6 separate regions of the Mus musculus genome follow, and regions 2, 3, 4, 5 and 6 are each linked to region 1. A link is a contact called in public HiChIP or PLAC-seq data. All regions are on one chromosome and are shown on one strand. The core of a region is the stretch at or near the end of the contact, and the rest is flanking DNA. Distances in the headings are between cores, read along the strand shown.

Region 1 (4,276 bases), core at 1,697-4,196:
GTATTCAAAGAGAAAAACCTTCAAATGGGCCAGACACAGTATAGTCAGTGTTCAGTTTCTGGTTGAACACTGAGAAAATAATTTTGTGAAAAAGTCTTAAATTTCTAGAAACACGAACAAAAATGCCTTTAAGCTGAACTATTTTACCTACATGGAAAGTTCTGATTTACCCAACACCAGCCTTATGACGTCACTTCCTTTCTTGCAGACCTGGCATGGATTTTTCTTCATTGTTCATTTGACTTTCTCACTGATGCGCTCCGTCCTTTGCTTTTTCATCTGTTGATTCATGTGGTCATTTAACAACCATGTCCAAGTGTCTTATGTGTGCACTGTACATTTGTGTGAGGGATAGAGAGGAATATAAGGCATAGATGGACAACCTTGAGCAGGAGGTACAATAAATACACACAAAACTATTTTTAAAAGTGAGGACCATCAGGATTCAGGAGTTTAAAAAGTAGTTTGTTGTTGAGTATTTTTTATCATATCTTAGTGGTAGTGCTACTAGCCACTCTCATTTCTAGTGATACCTCAAATTTTGATGGAAAATAATTATAAAAAACTTGAACAGGTTGAAGACAAAAGGAACATACATAGCTGTGTGGTTTTTTTTTTTTCATGAGATTCACATAATTTCATTATCCAAAGAGAGTTAATGATTGTATTCCTTTAAAGAGTTGTAGGACTAACCTTGGCTTTAGTGTGCTCTGTTCCAGGAGTCTCTCTTACAGGAGGCTGAGCGTGAATTCCAACAAAGCACTGAACATTTAGGGGAAGCGTCATTTGCTTCTAAGCTTCTATCTAAACTTCTGCCAGTCTCCCTCATTTTCTTCCCTAAATGTATTCTGAGGAGATATTTGCAGGGATTTACAGTGAGTATCAGGAAATGCATGTGGTCTGCATCCGATCATTTTGAAAGTAAGCTTTTAGAGTATGTACCTCTACTTGTGGATAATATCTCAATTTGGGAGTTCAAATCCACTTACTGAAAATTATTTGAAAAGTGACTTCCTCTTGTTCCTGACTTACTGCTTAAATTCATTTACATTTCTCCAGTTTTTTTTTGGTTTTGTTTGAACAAGTTTGGCTTTAACAGCCTAATGGAAATAAAACTTATCAACCCAGGTACAAGTTGGTCATTGCTGGATAATTAATTATTTATAAGCAGGGACCCAGTAAGTTTGGTTTTCTTCTTATATTGAAATTTTGTTTTAAATATTATTTTCCTCAGTTTCTCCTACTCAAAAAATGATACAAATTCCCACCAACTTTGTAAAGAACCACACACTTGATTTTTAATCACATTAAATATCCTTTAAAATGTGCCTGTAAAACAGAGCACATTGTTATTTATAGTCAGTGTGCCCATATTTAGATCTCAAACCATATTAAATTAGTATGACTGTTTCAAGTAACGATTCAGTGTGTGTGTGTGTGGGGGGGGGGGGTTAGTGCACAGTGATATTAGACTGATCAAATCAGTCTAATTAGTCTTAAAATTCAAACTGTTTACAAAAGAGGAGTGTATTGCTAACTCTTCTGGGAGACAAAATCTAATAACTTAAAAGAACAAGTTTCTAGTCAGTGTTCATGGTTGGGCTGAAAACCAAAAGACAGCAAAATATGAAACTGCCCCTTCACCTCATCTTTGGCATCCTTTAATGTCAGTGTCACTTGCTGTGATTTGTGCTTGGCCAGAGAAGGCACTGTCCTTTCCCCTCAGCCCATCAGGCAAGCACTGACACTCTGGGCACACTATACAATGAAAGTACATCAGTAAGCCCATTTCCCCTTCATTTCTGCATCCTGAGCAGAAGAGATGGACTACTTAAAATTCAAGTGTCAGGAAAGTCCATTGTAAAAGGGAAATATTTTCAAGCGAATTCCGTTTGATCTTTTTTTTTTTTTTCTTTAAATAAGGGGCTCCTTCTGCCTCTCTCCCTTCCTTTCCAGACCTTGGAAACCAATTAGTCTCAGCACAGAGGCTACAGGCCAGGTTGAAACGGCTCCTTTTTAATTTTAGGGGATATAATTTCAGCCAGGACGTCTAGTCAGTTGTCATGTAGTATACAAAGCACAGGTTTCACTCTCGTGCACATACATTGGTGTTCCCTTCGGAGAATGCAGATTTTCTTTTCTTTTCTTCTTTCTTCTTCTTCTTCTTTTTTTTTTTTTTTTTTTTTTTTTTTTTTTGAATCTGACTCCTAGAAAGGAATTAGATCTGGTCGCCGTCCAAATCCTTCGGCTCTGACAGTGGCATAACATCACAGGGCCACCTCATCTTTCAGACAGCCGTGCCAACCAAGTTTTCTAAAAAGCCGTCTGTCCCACCATTTCAGCGGCTTTTCCTATCCTTACCCCGCCCTCCTTTTGCATACAAATCCTAGTGTTCCGCTCCCCTTCCCCGCCAGGTTTCCAAAGTAGCAGAGAAAATTGGAGTAACTTCGATTTATTTATTTATTTATTTATTTGAAGAGCGTGTCTTTGGGAAAGGGAGAATGTGATTCAAAGGGGCGCGGGGGTGTGGGTGCGGAAACAATTAAAGCCTTTGCCTGACTTCACCTTCTTATCCTGAACCTGTCTTAATTCTTGAAGGTGAAAAAACACCAGCTGGGTTGGCCTTTTCTTTCTCAGGAACAACATTACAGAGCCAAAGTGGGGTGTGTGTGCCTCTGGCTCTATGAGAGGGTTTAGGAGAGGGAAGCCTTGATACCCCATAGGAAAGTCTCAGTTCAGCAGTGTGGAGGGACCCTGGGGTCGCCCCTCTTGTGAGATCTTAGTGCCCCAGTCGCTCCTCCTGCCCCTGCAGCGAGTTCTGCGCTTTGGAGCTGTGCCAGGACCTCTGACAGAGCCTGGCAGGTTCATGAGTGGGGGGCGGGGGCTTGGTGTTCTCTTTGCAGAAGACGACCATCTGGGGGGCTCCCTTATTTTCCTGGCGCTCAGTGGCCCGCCCCCATCTCCCCGACCCCTATCATTTTAACGCTGATCACACACGATGGTGAACTTGCAGCTCAGCTTCCTGCCGCCTGCTTGACCCAGGGAGCACCAGCAGCCTGCGGGCCTCGCCCTCCGCTCTCCCTCCTCTCCTGGAAACCCCGCGGCCTCGGGGCGTGGGTGGGGGGTTCGAGTGGGCCGGAACTACGGCAGGGGCGTGCAGGGCGCGGGGTCCCAGCGGGGAGCTCACAGCAAGCGGCGCCTGGGCGGCCCTGCTTCCTGGAGCTGTGCTCCTTTGACCCCAGTGGCAGTCCCTGTCACTGCACCGCTCGCGCTCCCTTCGCTCGCCGCGCCCTCGCTGCCTCTCCTCGCCCCCTCGCTCCTTCTCTTCCCAGATCGAGGCTGCTCCGGTCCTCTCCACCTCCCCACGCAGCGACCCCGCGTCCCGCTCGCACCGCGCCCCTGTGCTGCCCTCCCAGGCCCTGGATCGGCGGCGGGGACCTCCGGGGTCGAAGGTTCTGGCCCGCCCGCGCCCCTCGCCCCTGCCGCCCCCAGCGCTGCTCCAAGCCGGCTCGGGTTGCTTGGCGATGGCTCGCCCGCACACCGGGCGCTGAAGGCATCCCGGGGACCCGGAGCGCAGCCCGGGAAAGGTAATCCGCCCGGGGAAGGGAGGCGGAGGGCGGGGGAGGGGGGAGGAGGCGGCCGGTGCCGGGCGCGAGAGGAAGGGGAAAAAAAAATGCACACACAAAGCGGAGCCCGGGTGAGAGGTGCCTTGTCAGAGGCGCGTGCGAGGGCGCGGGGGCTGCGGAGCGCGGCGGCCCCGCCGACCCTGAGGTTGGCCGACTGAACACTCGAGGACCCGGGGAGAGCAGATTTGTCTCCCCCGAAGCCCCCAACAAGCGAGAGCGAATTTCTTTACGTAGCTGTCCTTCTTCCCACTCCCCATCTCGCCCCCTGTTCTCCCTTCCCCCCAGCCCTCGGCCACGGACCTCTCGGGGTCCCCACCTCCCTGCCCCCTCCTCCGCCGGGTTTCTCAGGAAGGTGGTGGCGGCAGGGGGAGGGGGTTGTCCGCGAAAGCCTGCGGCAAAGCCCCGGGGCAAGGGATGGGGGTGGGGCCCGGGAGTCCGAGATCTGTTTACTAGAAAGTCCCAGGGTCGTGCGCCGCAGCTGCCCCGGCCTAGGCCCGGGTGCATTGTGTTGGCCCGAGCCCTGTGCGCCCGCGGCGGCCCGGGGCCAGGTGCAGTGGCCGGACGGCTCGGTGCAGCTTTGTGCTCCGGCCGCCCGCGCGCGCAGCGCTCCAGCGCGGAGCTCTCCGCCAGCCCCCGCGCCCGGACCTTAC
Region 2 (4,319 bases), core at 1,437-3,936, 250 kb after region 1:
GCTTTCCTAATCCAAAGTCCACATTCTCCAGCAAGAAGCATGGTCAGTAATACTCCTCTCACCCCAACTTTTGACTTAGTTAATGTTCTATTGCTGTGAAGAGATACCACGAGCAGAGCAATTCTTATAAAAGAAATTATTTAATTGGGGGTTACATACAGTTTCAGAGGTTTGGTTCATTATCTGCATGGCAGGAAGCATGGTAGCACACGGGCAGACAAAGTGCTGGAGAAGGAGCTATAAGTTCTACATCTTGATTCACAGGCAGCAGGAATAGAGAGACAGACACTGGTGTTGGTTTGAGCATTTGAAACCCCAAAGCCCACCCCCACTGATAAACATACTTCAACTTTAACCCTAACCCTAACCCTTCTAATTCCCTGTCAAATAGGGCCACTCCCTAATGACCAAGCTTTCAAATGCTTGAGCCTATGGGGACTAATCCTACTCAAACCACCACAGCTGTTGAACCTATGTAACCTTACTACCCTTTACAGACATGAAAGTCAAGCACCTCTCCTTTCTCTGCGCCAGCAATGAGCTTTATTTATAAAGCACCTATGTAAGGTGGGACCTTTATTCTTTCTCCATTGAATGACTGGAAAAAATGAAATATTAGAGGGAAAGAAGCTAAGATGGTTATTAAAAAGAACAGAAGTACCAGAAGGCTTGAGGGCTTTCTCTTATAGCTTGTTCCAACGGATAGTGAGAGATTAGAGAATTCACTGACCCAAGTTTCTCTTTCTTCTAGGCAATCACCAGGTTGACTGTCTTTGATGAGACTCTATTGGTGGCAGCTGTTTATAGAGAGTCATAAAAGTTGACAACTCAGCTTTCAGGTGTATCTAGTAAGCTTGTCAACAAGTATAAACAGGCATTGGAGTGTTTTCCTCCCTCATGTGAACTTGATGATCAAATTCAATTTTATATAAAAATGTTTAACATGCACTTGAATTCAAAGATGAGGGTGCAGCGCATTCTGTTCTACCAGCTCCCGCTTGGCATCTTGGCGCTCCTGCAAAGCCGGGTTTCTCTAGAGCTCCTGCAGTGGAAAATTTCCCGGTGCGATCTTGAAAGGTGAGAGGGAGTGGCCGCAGAGTGTGTGAGATTTGCAGCTTTTGAAGTGATTTTCTTTTTTAAATTTCAAGGTTTCAAAAACAACTCTTTATGTTTTGAAAATATGATTCATCCATTTCTGCCTCCTGCTATTCATTTCAGAGATACACAGCAGGGTTTGTTAAAAGACCACAGGCAACCACCAGCCCCTCAAAGGCAGTTTCTCTATGTAAACATCCCACAGGCAGATTGCTTGAGGAGGAGGCCGTGTTTATTTATTTCCTGGGATTCTTCACTGCACTTCATCTTGGGCTCACTTCTTGAGTGTGGGAGCACTTTGCTTGTGAGCCCCATTTCTAAACAGGGATTTGGTCACTGCTGATGGCCTTCATAAAGAGAGGGCCTTCATAAACTGAAGCTGGTAGACACCCCCTACCACTACGCCTCTTCCCTGCCACCCAGTTTTCAGGAGACAGAAGATGATCTCAGTGGCTCTGGGAAATATCCGCACCAAAACAGCAATCCTGTGTTGGCTTCACAGTGCGGAATCTGCTTTGTGATCACATTCAGTTACAAACTAGACACAGTCATGGAACGTGGCATGGAAGGATCTAGAAGCAGCCATGAGCAGAAATGGGTTTAGCATTGTTTGCTTAGATATATCTACTTGCTTGGGAGGGAAAATATTAGACTTGAAATGATTGAAAAAAAAAAGACCTAGAAAAATCTATACCAATTTACTAAATTCAAAGAGAAACACAATTCTACCCCCTATTCTACAGATACCATGACCCAGCCCACCAGATGTGCTTTCAGAGAAGGGAGCTGGGGTCTAGACTGTGACCAACAGATAGGCCAGAGGAGTACAAAAGAGCACCAACTGATTCTGAACTGTAAACTTAAATTTACATTAATGTTCTTTTTTTTTCTCTGTGAAAGATGAAACATCCTTATACACACAATGACTTGAGAAAAGAAACTTACTTTAGTAGAAATGCTATTTTCCAGTTCCATGTGACAGTAGATTCCAAATCTCCTTTTACTCTTTAGTCCAAGCGGTAGAATAAGGATACAGCGGAAAGCATGCTTCCCCCTCTTGCAGAATACTTAGCCGCAAAGACCGCTTAGCTGCAGAGACACTGCCTCCGGAGCAAGGAGGAGCCTGGTGTTCTCATGCGGGCCCTAGAGGCTTGAACACTTCACTGTTCCAGTGTCTTGTGGGTTTTGAAGAGTCTGGAATATTCCAGGTGCTTCCCAAACCAGTCTCAAGCAGAATAGCCATCTACAAAAGTGCAAGTATTTCTGGGAGATTCTCTCAAGCTGTAGCAATTTGTTCCTTCTAAGCAGCAATTTCGTCCCTGACATTTTCTGTCTAGGAGGAAGGCCTGATACCTGGCACACCCTGGGATCCAGAAGTATGGCTATAGTAGCTTTTGGTGTTTTGGTTTTTTGTTTGTTTTTGTTTTTTGTTTTTTGAACAAAGCAGGGGCAAATTAAGGAATAAGCTAAAATGAAGGAATTTTAGGCACAGTGTAAATCTTAACTTTCTGGATGTGAGGACTGAGAGCTGAGCTTGGGCATTAATGAAAGATCTCAGGCAAACAAGTCAGGGCGGGCTGCCAGTTCAGGCTGAGCTTGGCAGACACACAGGGCAGCTCTGACAGGGAGCTCTCTGCATGTTTTAGCAGAAGGTAGAATAGATCTAAATGCAGCCAACCTATTGATTTATTCTCTTTGTACTGGACATGGCTTTTTATTAAAGAAAGCAGATATTCAATAGTGTTAACTAGTAATGGGAATTGGCTTTTCACTAATTGCACAGACCTTGGCATTAATACACTTTAATGGAACCTGGGCTCTGTGGCCCTCAGATCAATCCTCAAGTTTTTCTCTAACTCTTCCTGGTCAAAGGACATGGATAGCATTGTAAGTGACAAGACCTTTCAAAAATGTTTTGTTTTGTTTTGTTTTTTTAATTTTAATTCATGGAATGAGTAGGCGGAGAATTTTACTTTTATTCCAGAATACTAGAGAAGGGAATAGTTTTATAATGTGTAAAATATGAAGCAACTTCACGGGCTGAAGAACTTGGAGTTTGGCGTTGGCTGTTTAGAATTCATTTCTGCATGCTGAGGAGAGTTGAGCTTCCCTTGTACCTGGCTGGGTCCTGCCCTTGCTGGATTCTGTGAGGCAGAAGAGTCATCATTTATTTATTGTTCATTTGTTAGATTTATAAAAAGTAAATAGGATCCCTGACAGCTGCTAGGCTCCGAGGTAGACTCGGAACTGGGGTTGTGAGATTCTGCCGCTCCAGCAAAATTCAGCTGAAGGCCCAGAGCAGGGACACCCGGTCCACCCCTTCACCCCACAGCCTGGCAGGAGGGAACACATTCCTGCATTTCCCACTGGGGCAAATGTCCCATTGCCATTTGTCCAGGCTCCAGTGCCATATTCTTCCACTGGGCTTTGAAGATGAAGAGGGGGCTCTGGGGAAAAGCAGCTTCATACCTAACCCGTAGCCCTTGAGGGTTTGTGGGAGCGGTAGACGCCTGTGTGTCTCACTCATCTATAACCGTAACTTCGAGTGAAGTTATAGTCAAACACACTGAATATTTAACCTTAAGTGCAAAAAGAAAGGACGGAAGGAAGGAAAGAAGAGGGAAAAGAAAAGAAAGAAGGAAAGAAAAATGAAATAAAATAAAAATGTTTTTCCACCTATGGGTTAAGAGATTTAAATAAAGACATTTTTTAAAGGCTTACTATATGCAGGCCTTTTAGCTTATGAGCGTCTCAATGAATGACAGCTGTGATCAACTTTATCTTTGAACTCACTATGCTTGGTAAGGCAAGTCTGTGAATGGGTTGGCTCTTTGCTTTTACTACTGTTATGCCTATTGCATATCAGAAACTGTTCCATCATGCAGAACTCAGCCCTAACTTGGCAGGATTCATAACCGAGCAAGGATAACAGAGAGCAACTAGGTTGAGAGATGAGTAAACTTTCTAAAATATGATTTTTTATATAGCGAGAAATGCTGGTGGATGAGGCAGAGAGAGGTGGGTGGGGGGAGAAGAGGGTGGGGAGAGGTGCGTGGGGAGAAGAAGTCAAAGAGACAAGCAAATAAATAAATATGAATGGAGATGGTGTTTAATGCTGATTTTCACCTTGATGGCAGTTAGAATCACCATGGGGACATGGGCGTGTCTGTGAGGGATTGTCTTGCTTAGGTTCATGGAGATGGGAGACCCACTGGAAATGTGGC
Region 3 (4,265 bases), core at 295-2,794, 220 kb after region 1:
AATGAAGTTCCTTTGTAGCTTTAAGATGCTCAAGAATCTAAAATATTTTATACCTCCTACTGCAATTTTTGTTTTAGAAGTATTCTTTCTGAGTTCGAGGCTAGCCTGTTCTACAGAGTGAGTTCCAGGACAGCCAAGACTACACAGAGAAACCCTGTCTTGAAAAAAAAAACAAAACAAAAAAAAACCCCCAAAAAACAAAAACAACAACAAAAGAAAGAAAGGAAGGAAGGAAGGGAGGGAGGGAGGAAGGAAGGAAGGAAGGAAGGAAGGAAGGAAGAAAGAAAGAAAGAAAGAAAGAAAGAAAGAAAGAAAGAAAGAAAGAAAGAAAGAAAGAAAGAAAAAAGAAAACATGAAATGGGTTAGCCTGCTGATTCAGTGTGACTTTGAGGAAGCAAGAGATTTGCTGTCGGCTTCTGTAACCTGCCTGTGTAATGGAGAGTGTAGCCACACACACCCACAGCTTCCCAATTCAATTTCCCATGATAAGGATGGTGTGGGGAAGAAATTGTTTATTTGGCTTAAGCTTCTACATCACTGATCATCATTGAAGAAAATGAGGAACTCAAACAGGGCAAGCACCTGGAGGCAGGAGCTGATGCTGAGGCCGTGGAGGAACACTGCAAACTGGCTTGTCCTTCATGGCTTGCTTTGCCTGCTTTTTCTTTTAAAATAGAAACCAGAACTACCAACCCAGAGGAGGCCCCACCCTGAAACTCTGCCCTCTCAAAGCAATCACTAATTATGAAAATACTCTACAGGTTTGCCTGCAGACAGATCTTAGGGAGACATTTTCTCAAGTGAGGCATCCTTCTCTCTGATGATTTCTGTTGTGTCAACTTGACAAAATACTAGCCAGCTCTCGGAGGGTAGTCAGAGGGAGGTAGTCAGATTGGGATAGCAATGTGAACTGTTCCAAAGACAAGCACAGTTAGCACAAGTCATTATCCCGCCATTGCTCCCGGGGTTTGGCTGGGTGAAAAGCAAGAGCAGAGTGCTGATTCCGCTGGGAAGCTCAGAGGGCAGGTGTCAATCACAGTGTGCTACAGTCATTGGGTGTAACTAGTCCCGGGCATTAATGCTGACCATGTGAGTTAACAACTCAGTAGGTTTGCAATTGTCTGGGGTTGAGCGAGAAGTGCTGAGCAGTAAGTGTAATCCACAACCCATAAAATTACGCCTGCTGTAGAAAATGCAGTTCAAGGACATTTAAAACAGTTAGGCCAGAGTAAAACTGATGCTCGGTTACATTTTCCGGGTGGCATGTTGGGCTTACACTGGGGAAGCGACCCCTGGAAAGGTTAATATCAAAGCGTTAGAGGGGGCTGAGCCGCAGGATGTGATTAGGTCTTTGCAGTCTTTCTACTCAATGCCTGCTGTGGATTCTTGCTTCACTGCAGAGGATGCCATGAAACCATTGCTCTTCTGAGCCCTCAGCTCCTCTTCATGAAAAGTTGGCTGTCCTTATTATTCCCAGTCCTTTCAAGCCCCTCCCTTAGATTCTACTGCAGGAGCGAGGTTGAGAACAGCTCAAGTCTTAAGACAGGGAGAAGCAGACTGCACCAGAATACATCTGTAGCTCATTACACCCCAATTGGCTCTGTAAGTGAGGGCCTAGTGGCTGGATTTGTGACCCTGGAGTTTTTACTGTGACAGATCTAACAGGTCTACTCTCCCGGACCTCACTGTACACCCTGACTTCTCTCTTCTTGTTTGAAAGGATCAGAATATGATTTTTTTTCTTAAATTGATCTGAAAGTGGTTACTCTGAAATTTCTATTGTTAGTTATAGATGTAGCTTCTGGTACCATGAGAAACAAATCTAACTACCTCTCAACAAAAGCATTCTGAAAATATCCAACCCATGCCTCCGCCAATGAAACATGTCCAAGTTCTATAGAGACTAAGTTCATCGAGCTTCAGAGGCTACCTATAAGAAAATGATACAAAATTCTAAAACAAACCCCACCCCAAAAGTAAAATCTGATAAAGAAAATAAATTACAAGAAATCAAACATTTTTTTTAAAAAGCTGACAATCCAAGCATTAGAGAATCTAAAACAATAATAATTATTTTATCAATGAATGGTCCAGAATGAGTCTTTATTACTTTTTTTCATTTCTTACATCCTTCAGTTCTAAACATTCATTTGAAAATGATTTGTTGGGGACAGGGCCAGGCTGGGCCAGGGCACTGGCAGCTCTGAGATTTCAGTGCGACTCCAGCCCGTGGACCCACTGCCATGGGCACCAAGCAGGTCACCCACAGGTATTTTATGCATGGTGTAAGTGGTGAAGGCAGCCAGTGCCTGTTTTCGCATGACTTGGCCAAGTATTTGCAGATGGCAAACGGAGAAACCCAGCAAGCCCCCAGCACTGATGATGTGGATGTGATGGAGCTAGGAGACCTCTTCATGCACCTTTCTGGAGTAGAGTCATCAGAACCCTAGTCAGTGCTGATGCCTTCATTTGGGCTCTGCAGTCATCTTTCCAAGGCATGGTGCAAATGCAACTGTCACTGACCTGAGGTGACACGGTACCAGGATGCGAGTGCAATAGTGAATCCCCTTGGTCTCTTCATGATTCACTTTCCCTGTCCTGGTGAAGGGAAGAGAGATCACCAAGTCCATGGAATCAGGACATTTAGAGTTGAGCTCTCAGTTGTACCTCCAGTTTCTTTCTCAGGGACCAGCTATGTGGTCCAGCTGTTTTAAATGAGTGCTTTAAATGAAACCTGACTGCCATCTTTCTTTTGTGACTTTCTTCCTTAAGCAACAGTAAACTTGCAGCTGCTCATAAAGCAGCAGATCTGGTTTTTGTTTTTGTTTTTGTTTTTCTCTTGCCAAGACATCGCTAGCCCTGTAGAAGGGTCCCCTGCAGTGACCATCTCTAATATAGTTGTTGAGCCTTGGAATGTATGCAACTGTGTAGTGAGAACATATTTGGTCATATTGGTGCTGTACCATAGGGTAGACTTTATGGCTGTGAGGGTGGCTATTGAGTTCCTTCCAGTGTCTCAAGTCAACAGGTGTGTGCAGTTGTGAAGATCTCCAGGGAGATGCCATCTTACCCTCCCCTTGTACTGAGAGCACACGACACAGGACTCACACACAAACTGCTTGTTCACGCCTATAAAGTAGGCTCTACACTGGTTTTTATGGTAGACAGGAGCAGCCACTCCTCTCTCTAAGAACCAGGGCCAAGAAAGAGCAAGTTTGTCCTAAACCTGAATTCATTTTCATAAAAGCCTGTCATTACCTGTATGTTTTTTGCTTGGTTGTTCCTGTAACTGTAGAGGATGTTCCTTGAGTTCTGTCTGCACAAGAAAATGAACAAGCAGGGCCCGCATTGCGAGTTTGACATTACTTTTGAAGGAGTCACTAGCCATTAAACCTAAATTTAATTTATTTTATTAAAATAACATGCGCCGGGTGTGGTGGCACATGCCTTTAATCCCAGCACTCGGGAGGCAGAGGCAGGTAGATTTCTGAGTTCGAGGCCAGCCTGGTCTACAAAGTGAGTTCCAGGACAGCCAGGGCTATACAGAGAAACCCTGTCTCGAAACAAACAAACAAACAAACAAACAAAAAACACATAACTGAGGAACAATCTGATAGCTGTATTTTATCAGGCTCAATAAAAACAAAGTTAAAATCCAAAATCATTAAGAAAAAAGAAAAAAGAAAATGATTTATGTTTTTCTAAGAAAAAAGGAAAAAATTCACTTTTGAAAATTTTATTTATTTATTGCTTGTGTGTTTGGGAAGTGATCAGTACATGTATGTGCCACAGCACACATGTGGAGTTCAGAGGACAAATTTTGGGAGATGGAACTCTCCTTTCAACACAAAAGCCATCAGGCTTGGTGACAAGGCTTGGTGACAAGTCCTTTCTTTCTTTCTTTCTTTCTTTCTTTCTTTCTTTCTTTTTTTGTCCTTTAAGCTATCTTACTATCTCTCCATCTTCTCTTTATCATCCAAAATTACCTTTTACTTTTAAAAATGTAAATGTTATTTTTCAACTATATGAGTTCTGATAGGTATTATCAATAAATTATTATTAGCATTTTGTGAAATTTGGGGAAGCCCTTTTAAGTTTTTGTTTGTTTGTTTTTGTTTTCAATTAACTTTCAATGAAAGATTTGAAAGAATTTTCTGTAGAAAACTGTCTATCCCGCTGGGCGGTGGTGGCACTCCCCTTTAGTCTCAGTACTCAGGAGGCAGAGGCAGGCAGATTTCTGAGTTCGAGGCCAGCCTGTTCTACAA
Region 4 (4,190 bases), core at 755-3,254, 200 kb after region 1:
ATCTGCACGTAAGACACCGTCCCTGCCCCCAGTTGGCTTTGATTGGTAAAGTTGCCAGAGGCCAACGGCTTAGAAGAGAGACAGAGGTGGGACTTTTAGGATTCTGGAACAAGGAACAGAGGAAGGAGAGGAAGAGAGTTAGCCACCATCCCGGGAAAGGAGTAGCTGCCTCTCCTGAGAAGGAAGGACAGCGAGGCAGACAATATGGAAGAGCCATGGAAGAGCAGCCCCATGGGCCTCCACAACTGGGTCTAGGGCAACAAACATGGAATACAGACTTTAGTAATAACTCAGGAGAGGAGGTGTTAGCCACGTGTAGGTTTGGGAGTGGTGCAGCCAGAGAGCTGTTTAAGACATATTAAAATATAAGGTTGTGTGCGTGCATGCTTGTGTGTGTGCATGCATGCATGCATGCATGTCTTTCATTCAGGAACCCAGTAGCAAGGAACACTCCACTGCCAGTGGAACAATTTGAGTAGAATTAATTGGCAACTGCAACAGAAAGTGATGGAGCAAAACAACCTGATGTGGACCTCTGGCCTTCACAGCACTCACATGTACAGGCAAATGCATTCACTACATCTGCAGGCACATAAAGAACTAAAACAATGTTAGCTGGAACTCAAAACTCAACACAGGCCTCATCAGCCTTGTTGAAACCTAACAACAGATCCTTTTGATAAGAAATACAATGTGAAACCACTGTCCTCATCAAGCTTCTTCAGAAAGATGGAATCATTAAGATACAGGAGAGAGGATTTATTAGATAGATGCACATGGAAGTTGGAGAGCTCCCACGATGGCTCCCATGATGGCTTGCACAATGGCTGTCTGTAGGCCGGAAAGTCAGAACAATCGGTAGCTGCTTGTTCCAAAAAGCAGGAAGCCTCAGAATACAAGAAAGGCCAGTGATGCAGCCCAGTCCAAGGTGAAAGCCCTGAAAGGCCCCCGGGGAACCTCCGGGGAGAGTCCCTGCTCAAAGGCTGAGATACCTAGAATCTGGTTTCCACCAGAGACAGCAATACAAAAACACCCACCAAAGAAACAAGACACATCCAGGAAAGTAAAGGTCTTGTTCTTTGACCATTCTTGTTCATAAGGGCCCTTCTTCTGGCTGGTACTGCCCACATTCAGGGCGGGTCCTCCACATCAGTTATCGGACTCACATAAATTCTCCTCTGGAAACTCACCGATATACCCAGCCAAATTATTGACCAATTTCAAGACATTATTCAAAGCAGTCGGGTTGACAGCCACAACTAATCAGTACAGCCACCAAATCAAACTGTCACTGTAAAGACTTGGTTTAGTATAAGATCTAGAAAAAGATAATTCTCTGTACAAGATTTTTGTATTTAGCACCAACACTAATTTCGATCCAAGAGTCTTGTGTATTGAAGAGTCATGTTAGCCTAGAAAGTAAAGCCAAGTTCAGATAAAAGAACCATAGAGTCTGTGGCCAACATGTGCTGTGGCCCGAAAGAATCAGCTTGCCCTTTATCAAGGAAACCAAGGGAGGAGACAGTCATGGATCTTCAGGGAAAGGGTAGGTGTGGTTGTGAAGGAAGGGTAGTTCAGGTTACCTGGAGAGAGAAACAACTGCTGATTGGAGGTTGCAAACTCTAGGGGCAAACATTTAGAGCACTGGTAATTGGGAAGAATTTAGAGGAGACAAGGCCTAAACCAAAAGGATGCTGGTACCCAGGTGCAGGTGCCAAATGGAAGATAGGAAAGAAACTAGTGACAGATTACTGCCTATTCATCTGTCTTCAGTCCTGGGGAGCAAAACAACCTGAGCTGGCCATCTACACCAGTCTCAGGACACCTTTTTTCTTTCCACTGGGATAAACCAGTGGGATATACCTCTGGGAATCAGCTGCTCCTGGAGGTGATCTTGAGAGAAAGCATGCTTGAAGTGAAGGGAGTGAACTGTTCACCCATCTCTTTAGCTGCTCCAGGACTATACACTTTCCTAGACCTCAGTGGAGAAAATCCAAGCGAACATGTTCCTTTAAGAACCAGCAGCCAGCAGGGACTGGCTTCCTGCCAGTATGGAAAAGTAGAGAGCGAGACATTTAAAGCCCTATTTGAAGGCTGTCATTTTTTTTTCCCAATGACCTCAGATGGAGTGATTAATCAAGAAGCAATTCCAGAGAGAAGCCATCTCCTTTACCTACTTAAATCTCCCAGGTTAAGTTGTATTTTAAGCCCTGGATTATTTTTAGACAAGTTTGTTGCTGTTGCCTAACCCTATGTTAAAGCAATTATTGTCTGCAAGGGTCACACAGAGTTCAGTAGAACTGGAAAATTCACAGTCTTTAGTATTGATGGGGTGAGTAGCCTGGTCAGGGTCTTTTCCTTAAAGAGACAGACCAATAAGAACAATCAATATAGAGAAAACCACACGTGGCTTCCAGAGAGAAAGGAACTCTATTCTTTGTGACCTCTGGCAAACACCCTGGAATCAAAGCAGCAAGGAAAAAAAAAAAAAAAAAAAAAAGGAAGGCAGCCAACCCTCGCCTTCCCCGGGCTCAGAGAAGGTGGTTGACTTTGTTATTTGAATCTAAGTGGGAAATTAGACATCTGAAAAGCAGAGGAGACAGACCTACTATGTGTTTGGTTGCTGCTTATCTGTGGCTCTAAGCAAGTTACCTTAATCCTCACATTTGCTCCTTTGGAGCTGTTGCATGCTCAATGTGATTGCAAGTCCTTTACAGGAGAGGAAACTGAGGCTTGGGTAAGTAATCGGCTCAAGATTGCACATACCTAGTAACTGCCAGAGTCAGACTAGAAGCCAGGTCACCCTGACTACAAGATGAAGGAAGATCTTTTTACACCGTAGCCAGCACCACATAACTGGTGGGCAAAGGTTGGAAAGATGGCTCAGCAGAGGGATAGAGTGCAGCTCCTAGCACATACATGGTACCTGACAAGTTTCTGAAAACCCAAGAATCCAGTGGCAGAGGATTTAACTCCTTCTTTAGGCCTCTACACACACACACACACACACACACACACACACACACACACACACACACAATCTATTTTTCACAACAACAAAATGGTAGTTCAACAGGGGGTTGAACTTTTCTTAAGAGTTTATGAAGATATGTTATGAAACTCATCTCAGACAACCTCTTTTTCAATTGGCTTCTGAATTCACTGGAAAGATAATTAAAAGCCACACTTAAGAAGCAAAATGGCAAATGACCACGAACCCACATGGAACACACACAATTGAAATGTTTCACATATGCAGTAGTTGTTCCATCTTACAGAGGCAGAAGGTGAGGTATGTGGTGTTGTGTTCATTTTCCTTTCATAGGCAGTGTGGGTGTAGCCAGGATTCAATTCCAGGCATTGTGATAGAGAGCTTGCAGGGGCTGACCTAAGTAATAAACCTCAGCACCTGCCCCAAGTTCAAGTTCGCTTTGTGGCTGTGAGCACTGTGGAAGAAAGGGTGACTGGCTCTCACTGAAGACCAATTCCCCTCTAGCCTGTGGCTCTCAGATCCCTTAGACAAAGAACTACCTGTTGGTCTTTCCCGGCAAACCCTTTATGAAGGTAAACAGAGCCAAGGGTCCTGAGTTTCAGACCCCACTCCTTCCCAACTCCCAGGCTTCTGGTTTCATCCTGTCATAGTGGGATGGCTCAGCAGAGTGGCTCACTCCCTAGCAGAAGGAGCAGTGAAGAAGCAGACAGAGAAGGGGGTCAGGATAAAACCCTTAAAGGCCCACCATTGTCAGGGACTTGCCTTCTCTACCCACACCAAAACCGCATCCATAGCTGGTGACCAAGAACAACAGAGGGCATTTCATATGCAAAGCGCCACATGCATTGTGTGAATGTTGCACTGAGACCACCTGTATGAAGAAACTGGTATCCACTGAATATAGAAGAGAGGTGAGGCACCCAAAGAGTAGCCAGAGCCCACTACCACACAGGTAAACCTAGATGATTCTGCAGCCTCGGGCTTCAACATGAGTGAGCAGATAAAACACCAAGATAACAACCTCCAGTCAAACCATAGCTGCAAGAAAAATAATTGCTGTTTTAAGCTACTATTCTTCGAGGTGATTTGTTACACAGCAGAGGCTGACTGAAATTGCTCCTTTGAGGTTAAGGCAGGGTAGCCTTAGTTGACCCACTTCAGAGGCTGCCACAAGGCAATCATTAGCAGTGATCGCCTC
Region 5 (4,031 bases), core at 7-2,506, 240 kb before region 1:
AAACAAACATATTGCATAGTATGTTATTTAGGATCCAAATATGTTGGAAAGAAAACCAAGATTATAATAAATATAAAATTTCTTCATTACTTCTACAAGTTAAGTAGACAAAAGAATGTATAAATAATCAAGAATGGTTTGTTATTAGCAATGGTTTCATAAATGATTTGGTTAGTACAGTGGTGCTTTAAAATATTAATATCACTTAAAACATACACACACACACATATATGGATATATATGGATATGTGTGTGTGTGTGTGTATACTATCTTAATTACTTTTCTATTGCTGTGATAAAATTATGACCAAGGTGACTTACGACAGAAAGCATTTACTTGGGGCTTACAGCTTCAGAGAGTGGCTGCCATGGAAGAGAGCATGACAGCAGACAACAAGACATGTGGAACAGTAGCTGAGAGTTCACAGCTTGAACACAGAAAGAGCAAACTGGGAATTTCAGTAGTCTGTTGAAACCTCAAAGCCCATCCACAGTGACAGGCCTTGTCCAACACCTCCTAGTTCTTCCCAAACAATTCTCCCAACTGGGAACCAAGTTTTCAAACATTTGAGCCTCTGGGCCCATCCTCATCCAAGCCACCACTTCTTCTCTTTGCATTCTTTTGCAGTCATGTTACAAAATGATTGCAACACAATGTGCCCAGGTGTCTGAAAGTAGATTCAGTAGAACACGGGGTCAACCATTCACAGATTCAGAGAGCTCTTCGGAGAGAGGAAGTGCATGGGCACAGCTGTAAAATGTGCCTGGGAGTTTTCCCATGAATAGAATTTAGATCCAAAAAAGCTTAGACTTTAGATACTTTAGAATATTTAAGTCAGGGGTGATGTGGGCCACAGATTCTTGATTAATACAGAAAGATTAAAACCACAGAAGGATGTTTCTTCATGATGGTTGTTTTCACACTTGAATGGAGTGTTAGTCTGAACGTCTCTTGTAGATGAAGCTACCAGCTCCTCTTTAGGGCTTCCAGTTCTAATCTTTGACTACACGAGCTCTGGGCTGCTTTGTCGTCTGCATCAGCTCAGCCTTCTTCCCACTTGCCCTTGCAAAATCGTTCTTTCTCAAAGTTCAAGATTTTTAATCCTTTTGGGCAAGGCTTCCCTAATTAAAGCCCAAACAATCTGAAAAGTAAATTAGTATTTGGGAGCCCTGGGCACCATTCCATGGCTCTTGATGTGACACTCCAAAAGCCTTCTTTGTTTCAATCTGAGCCTCTGTAAAAGCGCCTTTCTCACTTTGAGACTCTTCCCTCCTCTTGGCTCTGGTTTGGCTCAGCACAATGCCACCTAAACGAAGCACATCTTTCTCAGGTCACATGATTTCTCTTTGTAAATACTTGGGACATATGCCAGACACTCAGTTTGGCTGCCTCCTGTAGTTAGTTACGAGGATAATTCTCAGAGAGAGACTATAGATGCAAAGTGCATGTTCAGGACAAAGAGCAAGGAACCTTGAGTGAACAAAATAACCCTTGATATAAGGCCCAAGCATGTCTTAAAGAAGTCTTAGTTCACCTTTGCCTTTCCCACACCCAGCCCTCAGAGCCAGTTTCTATTTTGAGATACAAAAATCAAACCGTCTGGGAAAGTCGGAGATTGTAGGTGTGGATAAGGGATCGTCAATAAAATAGAATTTTAGGAGCACTCACTTGGTGGATCACTAACAAAAGGCAAGAGGGGGAAATGGCAGGGACCCAAGGACCCAGGATGTCCTGATCAGGATTAAATGCCTTGATTAGACTGTCTCATTTCCTCTGTGACAAGCCTTAACTTCTTACCTTTGATGGGCACCATTTTCATTTAAAGACTTCCCATTGTGGTAAGTGAAAAGTAAATGAAGTGCCAAGCTTAGAGAATTAATAAAGAGAAAAATGCCCATTATGTAGATTTTCCGCTCCTTAAAAAAAAAAAAAAGCCAAGTAGCATGTGTTATGTAAATGAACCAAGTTTACACTGGATCTTAGCCAAAAGACTGAGAAGCTATGATGAACCAACCGAGTTCAATAATGTGAAGTTTTATCTTCTCTGTACTGTTCAGACAGACAAAATCAAAACCTGTCTGACTGGCTTGGCCAGCCTCTTGTGTATCCTCTTTGAGTTTTTAAAATAGAGGAGCATCCAGAGATCTGTTGAAATTGGCTTTCCTTTTTAATTGTTTACATTTGCATGGATCAAGCCCTCACCTCACAGGCCAGTGGACCAACCCATTATAAGCCGTCTCATCCTTAATCCTGGGATGACCTTGGGAGTTCTCAAAGGGCTTATGATTCTTGTACAGCATCTGTTCTACTTCCTTTGGATCTTCACTTTCACACCAACCCCTCAGCGACCATGGGACTTTTCTCTTAAGATCATGCAGAAGTTAAGAGCATGGAGTCTGGGGTCACTTGGAGCTGAGTAGTTCTGAACAATTACTCATTTGCTTTATTATGTTAGTTTCCTTGTCTATGCAAGCAGGCTAAAAGAATACTTCTCCGATGGATTGTTGATAGCATTAAATGAGCATGAAGAGCTTGGAAGAGGAGAAGCTTCTGATAGCTGTTACACCACACCCCGCTGTGGTGGTTTGAATGAAACTGGCCCCCATAGACTCATAGGGAGTGGCATTACTTAGAGGTGTGGCCTCTTTGGAGTAGGTGTGGTATTGTTGGAGGAAGTGCATCACCTGGAGCAGGCTTTAGTCTTAGATGTTCAATCCAGACCTAGTGACTCACTGCTCCTTCCTGCTGCCTGCTGATGCAGATGTAAGACTCCAAGCTACCTCTCTATTCATGACAATGGACTAAACCTCTAAACGGTAAGCCAGCTCTAATGAAATGTTTTCTTTTACAAGAGTCACCTGGGTCATGGTGTCTCTTCACAGCAATAAAACCCTAAGACTCTGACTGTTTCAGACGTTTTTGCTGGAGGATCATAAGCTCAGAGCCAGTTTATGCAATTTAGTGAGTCCTTGTCTCAAGGTAAAAAGTGAGAAGGGGGTTGGGGCTGTACCTCACTGGCAGAGTTCTTCCTAGCGCGCTTAAATATACATAGGGTTTATTATTATTATTTAATATTATTATTATTATTTAATTTAACCTGTTGGTTTTTTCAGGTTGGCTCTAGGTCCATTTTGAGTGTCATAATGACACTGCCTTCTGCTATCCTGTAGGGCCTCTATAAGGACATGGTTTCAGTCTTCATAGCCCGATAAGGAGCACGGGTCTCTGTTCTTCTCCTTGGGGCTCTGATGTCTTGCCTTGAACTTGAGTTCCTTTCTTTTAATCTCTTCCTCACCTCTTGACCAACCTTCCTTCCTTTTATACCCTCTCATCTCACCCCTCACCCAACCCCATTGCCCTTCTTGGGCTCTCCAGGCTATTGAGACTCTCTGGCTATTTTCTAAATAGCACAGCTTTGCCAGGTGGATAGCTTGGGCCTCACTTCAGAAGCACCAGCTCCAATACCCTGGAGGACTGGATAGCTCAAGCTACCCATCAGAAGCATCACCTCTTACACCCTAAAAAGACTGCTCACATAGAGTCACTTTACAAAAATAATCCTCCTCAGGACTGCAAATAGTTTTTAGCAGCTGTGATTTGAAAAGGGATACGTTCTCTATCTTACTATTATTAATAATAATAAAAATAACACTAATAAATAAGGTCTGACTGGAGTACAATTGCATCATAAGTTTAGTTATGAAACAACTGCCTCCTCACAGGACTTTCTGTATCAGTTTCCTTATCCGAAAAAAAAAAAAAAAGAAAAAGATAAAAAAACAATAGAATAGAGTCATGTAATGTATATAAAGTCATTAATGTGGTGCCTAGCACTTTGTGAAGTTCTTAACTAATGATAACTGCTGTTGTCTCTGTAAATCAAATGAAACCCATCAATGTTCACATGTGACCAGGAAGTAGGGTAGGCAAGGTCCCCATATGCTCCTCTAGGCCTTTAATGACTTCCCTTCCTCCCATTAGTCCCACCTGGTAATGATTCCTATACTCCCCAATAGTGCTAAGCTGAGGT
Region 6 (4,336 bases), core at 1,771-4,270, 190 kb before region 1:
CCCCAACTCCCTTGCTCCATTCCTTTCTGACTTCCTTTTTAACAAGTAAGCAGACACAAAGTGCGCTCCTGAGCTCTGTGAGCTGTCCTAGAGGTGGTGTGTCTGATTCATAGCTGGTCATATAATAGCATAGGCGACAAGGACAGCTTGCTGCTAGCAGGGGTTGTCTGTCTGAAGAACAGAGCTCTTGTGGGATTCGGCATTCAACCTGTGAGGTATAAGGTTAACTCCAGGCAGACAAGAGTCAGAATTAAACAGGTTTAGAGGATCTCTAGCTGTTGTGTGCTGGAGTGCTGGTTGGGGTGTGTGGAAAGTTCTCACTCATACACAGCAAATGGGGTATCAGAATTAGAGAGAGAAGGGGGGCGAATATTTGGTTTTTCTCTGTCTCCCAAGAGCCTTAGTCTGTAATTTAAACCTCCTCACTCTAATGTATGAGTTTCTATGTAAAGAACAGGCAGTTTTTCTATTGTAAAAAATACCACAATGAATTCACAATAAAATTATTATAAGTTAAAATTGCCCTGAACCTGCAATATTTTATTTCTGGTACAAGGAAGGAAAAGGTTAAAGTCTTGACATGAATGCCAAATTGCTTCCCCAAATCGCGGCAGCACATTTTCTTTCCATACACATTGCTTCAGACTCTGCACTGAACACTTTCTACCCTGAAGTAGGGTTTTTTTTAATTACTAATATGATGATTTTAATGTACATTTATTTTGAGGCTAATAAAAGGAAGAATTTTCCTATGTAGACTCACCATTACCAAATGGTAATTCTCATTCTCTCGTTCTCTCTCTCTCTCTCTCTCTCTCTCTCTCTCTCTCTGTCTTTGTAAACTGTTAATAACCTTTGTAGTTGAGATTTTGCTTTTAAAATCACCCTTAACTTCAGTTATAGCTCATCTGTTTTAAGATTTTTCCCCCTTGGTTTCTGTGTTAATATTGTTTCCTATTAAAGCTATAAAAGTACACTCAGAATTTTTAACATTGTAGTCTCTGTTATTGTTTTTATCTGTGTGTTTGATATGAGTCTTATGTACCCCAGACTGGCCTCAAGTCTGAGATTTAGCAAAGGATGACCTTGAACGGCTTATCCTCCTGAATGCTAGGATTACTGGCTTGAGCTACCACAGTGCTGGGGATGCAGCCCAAGGCTTTGCACATGCTAAACAAACCCTCTGCCCACTGAGCCACTTGCCTGGCCCCAGCTCTGTTCTTTTAGTGCAGTCGGATGTGCTGCATACTTGTGATATCATCTCTGTGTTGCTAAAACTCCTTCTCTGGCCTCCCAAGACCACAACAGCAAACTGAGGCACCATTCCACCTAAGCTCGTAGCGATGTGAGCGGTCCTTCACAGCCAACTGACCCTAAGAGGCCTTATCCAGTAGGCATTCCACCTTCCCCAGTCACATAGACCCAAAGCCTCAACCTCCAAGCCCAACACTTCCTGCCTTGGCCACCTTTAGGCCTTCATGTACTCAGGCCCCTCCCCCACGCCATGTACAGTACTCCAGGTCATAGGAAGCAAATGGACTCTCAAACAAAAATCTCTACTTCCTACCCAAACCTCTCTGTGCCAGGATGTATGCCAGCCCTGCTGGGAAAATCTTTCTCAGGGGGCCAGCGTGGCACACAGCTGAACTCCCAAAGATAGCAGATGCTTGTCGATCACTTTTTAAGTTAGGTTGGGTCATATCAGACTCCCTAAACTAATTCCTGTTTAGTGGATACCAGAAGTTCCCTAGCCAACTTCTTATCCATCCTCTGTTTTCTAACTCCAACATGACAGGATCCAGCAATGCTTTGTGTAAGGTACAGGACCAGAATTCCCAATTACTGAAAGGACTCTGCCAAGCCCTTTCAAAGCTTGCCCTGAAATAGCCACCTTATTTAAAAGTCACTGTTTTAATCTCTACCAGAGGCTTTGACCATGATCAATAATTAAACTTTCTAACTGTTGCAAGGAATTCAGTTTTTGTTTCACTAAGGAACTGAGAATCTACACCAAAGCTACTGTTTCAGAGTCATCATCTGACAGTCATGAAGAAACCTAAACAAACAGGGTCAGTCTTAAAGAGACCTACAGTAGTAATTCCCCGTAGTGCCAAGCTGGGTCACCTATTGTGAAATCCTAAGGCGGCTTCTTGCTTTGCATACTGCTCACATATGTAAATAATTACAGCACGGCTTTTCTTCCTGTCCTGTTTGTGATTGAGTAGACATAATCACATTTGAAAAGAACGTTCTTTATGCAGATCACAGTACAGACAGGAATAAAAGAAAAACAAAACAAAAACCTGGTAAACCCTTGAGTGTATCTAAAAGTACTTCAGTTTATAACTTAGCAGATTTATGTTCAAATTCAGCAGCTACTATGAAGCATGGGATGAGTCACTCTAATTTTCCCTTAATTTTTATTCAATAAAGAGTGGTAATGGCTCTTGATACAAATGTAGCTGAGGATGGCCTTATCTGACATCAATGGGAGGGGAGGCCCTTGTTCCTGTGGAGGTTTGATAACCCAGAGTAGGGGGGGTCCTGGGGGAGTGCTAGTGGGCAAGAGTGGGTGGAGGAGCTTCCTCATTGAGGCAAAGGGGAGGGAGGAAAAGGGAGGATGGGATGGGGGGTTGTGGAGGGGTAACTGGGAAGGGAGACATCATTTGAAATTTAAAGGAATAAAAAATTAATTAAAGAAAATAGTAAAATCTTGGTATCTCATGGAGTAAGATAAATCCTGTTTTCACATAAGTCACACTTAAATCCTCAAGAAACCAGTAGATCAGAATTTTTCCAGCAAACAGGTTTTGGTTAACATGCAAGATCCTTGAAAGCATAGGATTTAAGTACTGCTGGCAACAAGGGACTTCCACTTCCCAACACCTCCTGTTCAATGCTCCTTGAGATCTCACCAACTCTCAGCTCGACTTCCTGGTGGCCACAAATCTTGAGTGTGAGCACCATAACTATACTGGTCAGAGCACAGGCATTCTGACTAGCTATGTATAAGCTCTTGGCCAAAACAGCAGTTGCCTGACCCCAGTCTATACTTCTTGAATCAGAATCTCCTGAGCAGAGGGCAGGCCTTGCCAGGGGGCTTCTTTTTTTTTTTTTTTTTTTTTTTGGATAACAACTGCTGGACAGATGTGAGAAACTGTTATTACTCATCTTTAAAAGAGCAACCCTGATGCATACAGAAGGTCTTCAGGGAAATTAAAAGCACTCACTTTCACAGCCACAGGCTGAACGATCAAGCGGCAGCTTGCTTGGATTCTTGTCTAATTGTATGGTTTTCATGAATAACATTAAACATGAATAGGAATAGGCTGGGAAATTATTCAGTTTCCTATCCCAGTCACACAGTGGGTGTGTCTTAAAGCTTTTTCCTGACCCAGCACTTAAGACCCTATGAGGCTTTTTTTTTTTAACTGTGTAAGAAACTGTGCATGCTGGCCCCTTTATCAGTGTGTGGCTGTGTGCAGCCAACTTTAGTAGTCTTTTCATGTATAGTTTTAAAAATACATTAAGTATGCAACTGTAGGTTTCTTTCACCCCTCCTAGCAGCTCTCCTTTTCTTTTCTTTTTTTGTCTTTGTCTTTGTCTTTGTTTTATTTCTTTGTCTGTTGCAATGGAATCTCTGTTGGACTTTGACAAATTATTGACCAAGGTGGATCCATTGACTAAGGTCCTTAAGTGTCCAATGGCCAATCAAATGCTTGATCTCAGAACTGGCTCAAGGACGATGGGAGTTAGGTAGAAACAAGCCAGAGCTGATTCCTTTTCCAGCTCCTATCCCAAAGGGTGGCTTTGGCTCTCCTCAAGAATTCTCTGACATTTTCTTGATTTTTTGAGCCACCAAAGATCTTTTTAGCTAACACATTATTTTTTTACACTAGATTCACTGGTAACAGCCTCTGCTTCTTGCAACAAATACACACACACACACACACACACACACTCATACACACATGTATACATATACATATATATATATGTATATATATATATATATATATATATATATATATATATTCTTTTTCCTAGAGAAATGTAGCTTATTCTCTCTCAGAATTTACACAGTAGCATCAGCCAAGGCTCCCGGCAGGGAGGGGGCTACTGAAAGCTCACCTGCGGGAGGATTTTACATTCCCAGCTGAGGCCTTGATTTAGCCTGGCTTTATAATTCTTCTTCAAGTCTCTTGATGCAGGCTGACACTTTGTGGAGTACTGTTTCTCCATGATAAGAAAGCATTTGCCTTAGGGAGGAGGGAGAAGATTGAATGGAAGTGTTTTACATTCACTTGAACCACAATTATTTTGCTGACACAGGGCA

The links. HiChIP or PLAC-seq counts read pairs in DNA pulled down with a chosen protein or histone mark.
Region 2: a contact with region 1 is called in an H3K4me3 HiChIP or PLAC-seq map of neural progenitor cells, with 18 read pairs. The contact joins the enhancer-like site here to the promoter of Mpped2 in region 1. A contact is called at or near these places in 15 of 39 promoter capture datasets (the HPC-7 cell line, HPC-7-derived erythroid cells, cranial neural crest and 8 more), 64 of 484 Hi-C or Micro-C datasets (brain, cardiomyocytes, cerebellar granule neurons and 35 more), 33 of 115 datasets of contacts at active chromatin or transcription factors (SST interneurons, T-cell acute lymphoblastic leukemia, astrocytes and 16 more) and 2 of 9 other capture datasets (embryonic stem cells and pancreatic islet).
Region 3: a contact with region 1 is called in an H3K4me3 HiChIP or PLAC-seq map of embryonic limb bud, with 2.7 times the contacts expected there. The contact joins the enhancer-like site here to the promoter of Mpped2 in region 1. A contact is called at or near these places in 7 of 39 promoter capture datasets (cranial neural crest, embryonic stem cells, hippocampal neurons and 2 more), 1 of 484 Hi-C or Micro-C datasets (trophoblast stem cells) and 5 of 115 datasets of contacts at active chromatin or transcription factors (T-cell acute lymphoblastic leukemia, embryonic hindbrain, embryonic limb bud and 2 more).
Region 4: a contact with region 1 is called in an H3K4me3 HiChIP or PLAC-seq map of embryonic limb bud, with 3 times the contacts expected there. The contact joins the enhancer-like site here to the promoter of Mpped2 in region 1. A contact is called at or near these places in 5 of 39 promoter capture datasets (cranial neural crest, embryonic stem cells, hippocampal neurons and 2 more), 1 of 484 Hi-C or Micro-C datasets (trophoblast stem cells) and 11 of 115 datasets of contacts at active chromatin or transcription factors (SST interneurons, craniofacial prominence, embryonic basal ganglia and 8 more).
Region 5: an H3K4me3 HiChIP or PLAC-seq map of embryonic basal ganglia shows a contact between it and region 1, with 3 times the contacts expected there. The contact joins the enhancer-like site here to the promoter of Mpped2 in region 1. A contact is called at or near these places in 8 of 39 promoter capture datasets (cranial neural crest, embryonic stem cells, frontonasal cranial neural crest and 4 more), 4 of 484 Hi-C or Micro-C datasets (embryonic fibroblasts, embryonic stem cells and ganglionic eminence), 22 of 115 datasets of contacts at active chromatin or transcription factors (T-cell acute lymphoblastic leukemia, astrocytes, cardiomyocytes and 12 more) and 1 of 9 other capture datasets (embryonic stem cells).
Region 6: an H3K4me3 HiChIP or PLAC-seq map of embryonic forebrain shows a contact between it and region 1, with 3 times the contacts expected there. The contact joins the enhancer-like site here to the promoter of Mpped2 in region 1. A contact is called at or near these places in 4 of 39 promoter capture datasets (cranial neural crest, frontonasal cranial neural crest, hippocampal neurons and 1 more), 2 of 484 Hi-C or Micro-C datasets (both in cortical neurons) and 7 of 115 datasets of contacts at active chromatin or transcription factors (craniofacial prominence, embryonic forebrain, embryonic limb bud and 4 more).

What each region holds. Positions count from the first base shown.
Region 1 is chr2:106,690,235-106,694,510 of GRCm38.p6, forward strand. It overlaps Mpped2 (metallophosphoesterase domain containing 2), which reads left to right and starts at 2,947. Exons shown (of 7, transcript NM_001143683.2): 1 at 2,947-3,587.
Region 2 is chr2:106,939,970-106,944,288 of GRCm38.p6, forward strand. No RefSeq gene overlaps it. Among named protein-coding and RNA genes, the nearest start is that of Gm39902, 14 kb to the right of the region's middle. Within about 2 kb of position 2,687, at least 6 of the 459 cell types and tissues checked have an H3K27ac peak or open chromatin away from gene starts, as enhancers often do. A contact at or near this core is called in neural progenitor cells, neural stem cells and stem cell-derived neurons, where this site is marked.
Region 3 is chr2:106,910,702-106,914,966 of GRCm38.p6, forward strand. No RefSeq gene overlaps it. Among named protein-coding and RNA genes, the nearest start is that of Gm39902, 43 kb to the right of the region's middle. Within about 2 kb of position 1,545, at least 3 of the 459 cell types and tissues checked have an H3K27ac peak or open chromatin away from gene starts, as enhancers often do. A contact at or near this core is called in embryonic limb bud, where this site is marked.
Region 4 is chr2:106,887,492-106,891,681 of GRCm38.p6, forward strand. No RefSeq gene overlaps it. Among named protein-coding and RNA genes, the nearest start is that of Gm39902, 66 kb to the right of the region's middle. Within about 2 kb of position 2,005, at least 18 of the 459 cell types and tissues checked have an H3K27ac peak or open chromatin away from gene starts, as enhancers often do. A contact at or near this core is called in embryonic limb bud, neural progenitor cells and stem cell-derived neural progenitor cells, where this site is marked.
Region 5 is chr2:106,453,490-106,457,520 of GRCm38.p6, forward strand. No RefSeq gene overlaps it. Among named protein-coding and RNA genes, the nearest start is that of Gm46755, 26 kb to the left of the region's middle. Within about 2 kb of position 1,257, at least 16 of the 459 cell types and tissues checked have an H3K27ac peak or open chromatin away from gene starts, as enhancers often do. A contact at or near this core is called in embryonic basal ganglia, neural progenitor cells, oligodendrocyte precursor cells and 1 more, where this site is marked.
Region 6 is chr2:106,496,406-106,500,741 of GRCm38.p6, forward strand. All of the region lies in intron 1 of Gm14015 (predicted gene 14015), which reads right to left. Among named protein-coding and RNA genes, the nearest start is that of Gm14015, 25 kb to the right of the region's middle. Within about 2 kb of position 3,021, at least 10 of the 459 cell types and tissues checked have an H3K27ac peak or open chromatin away from gene starts, as enhancers often do. A contact at or near this core is called in embryonic forebrain, where this site is marked.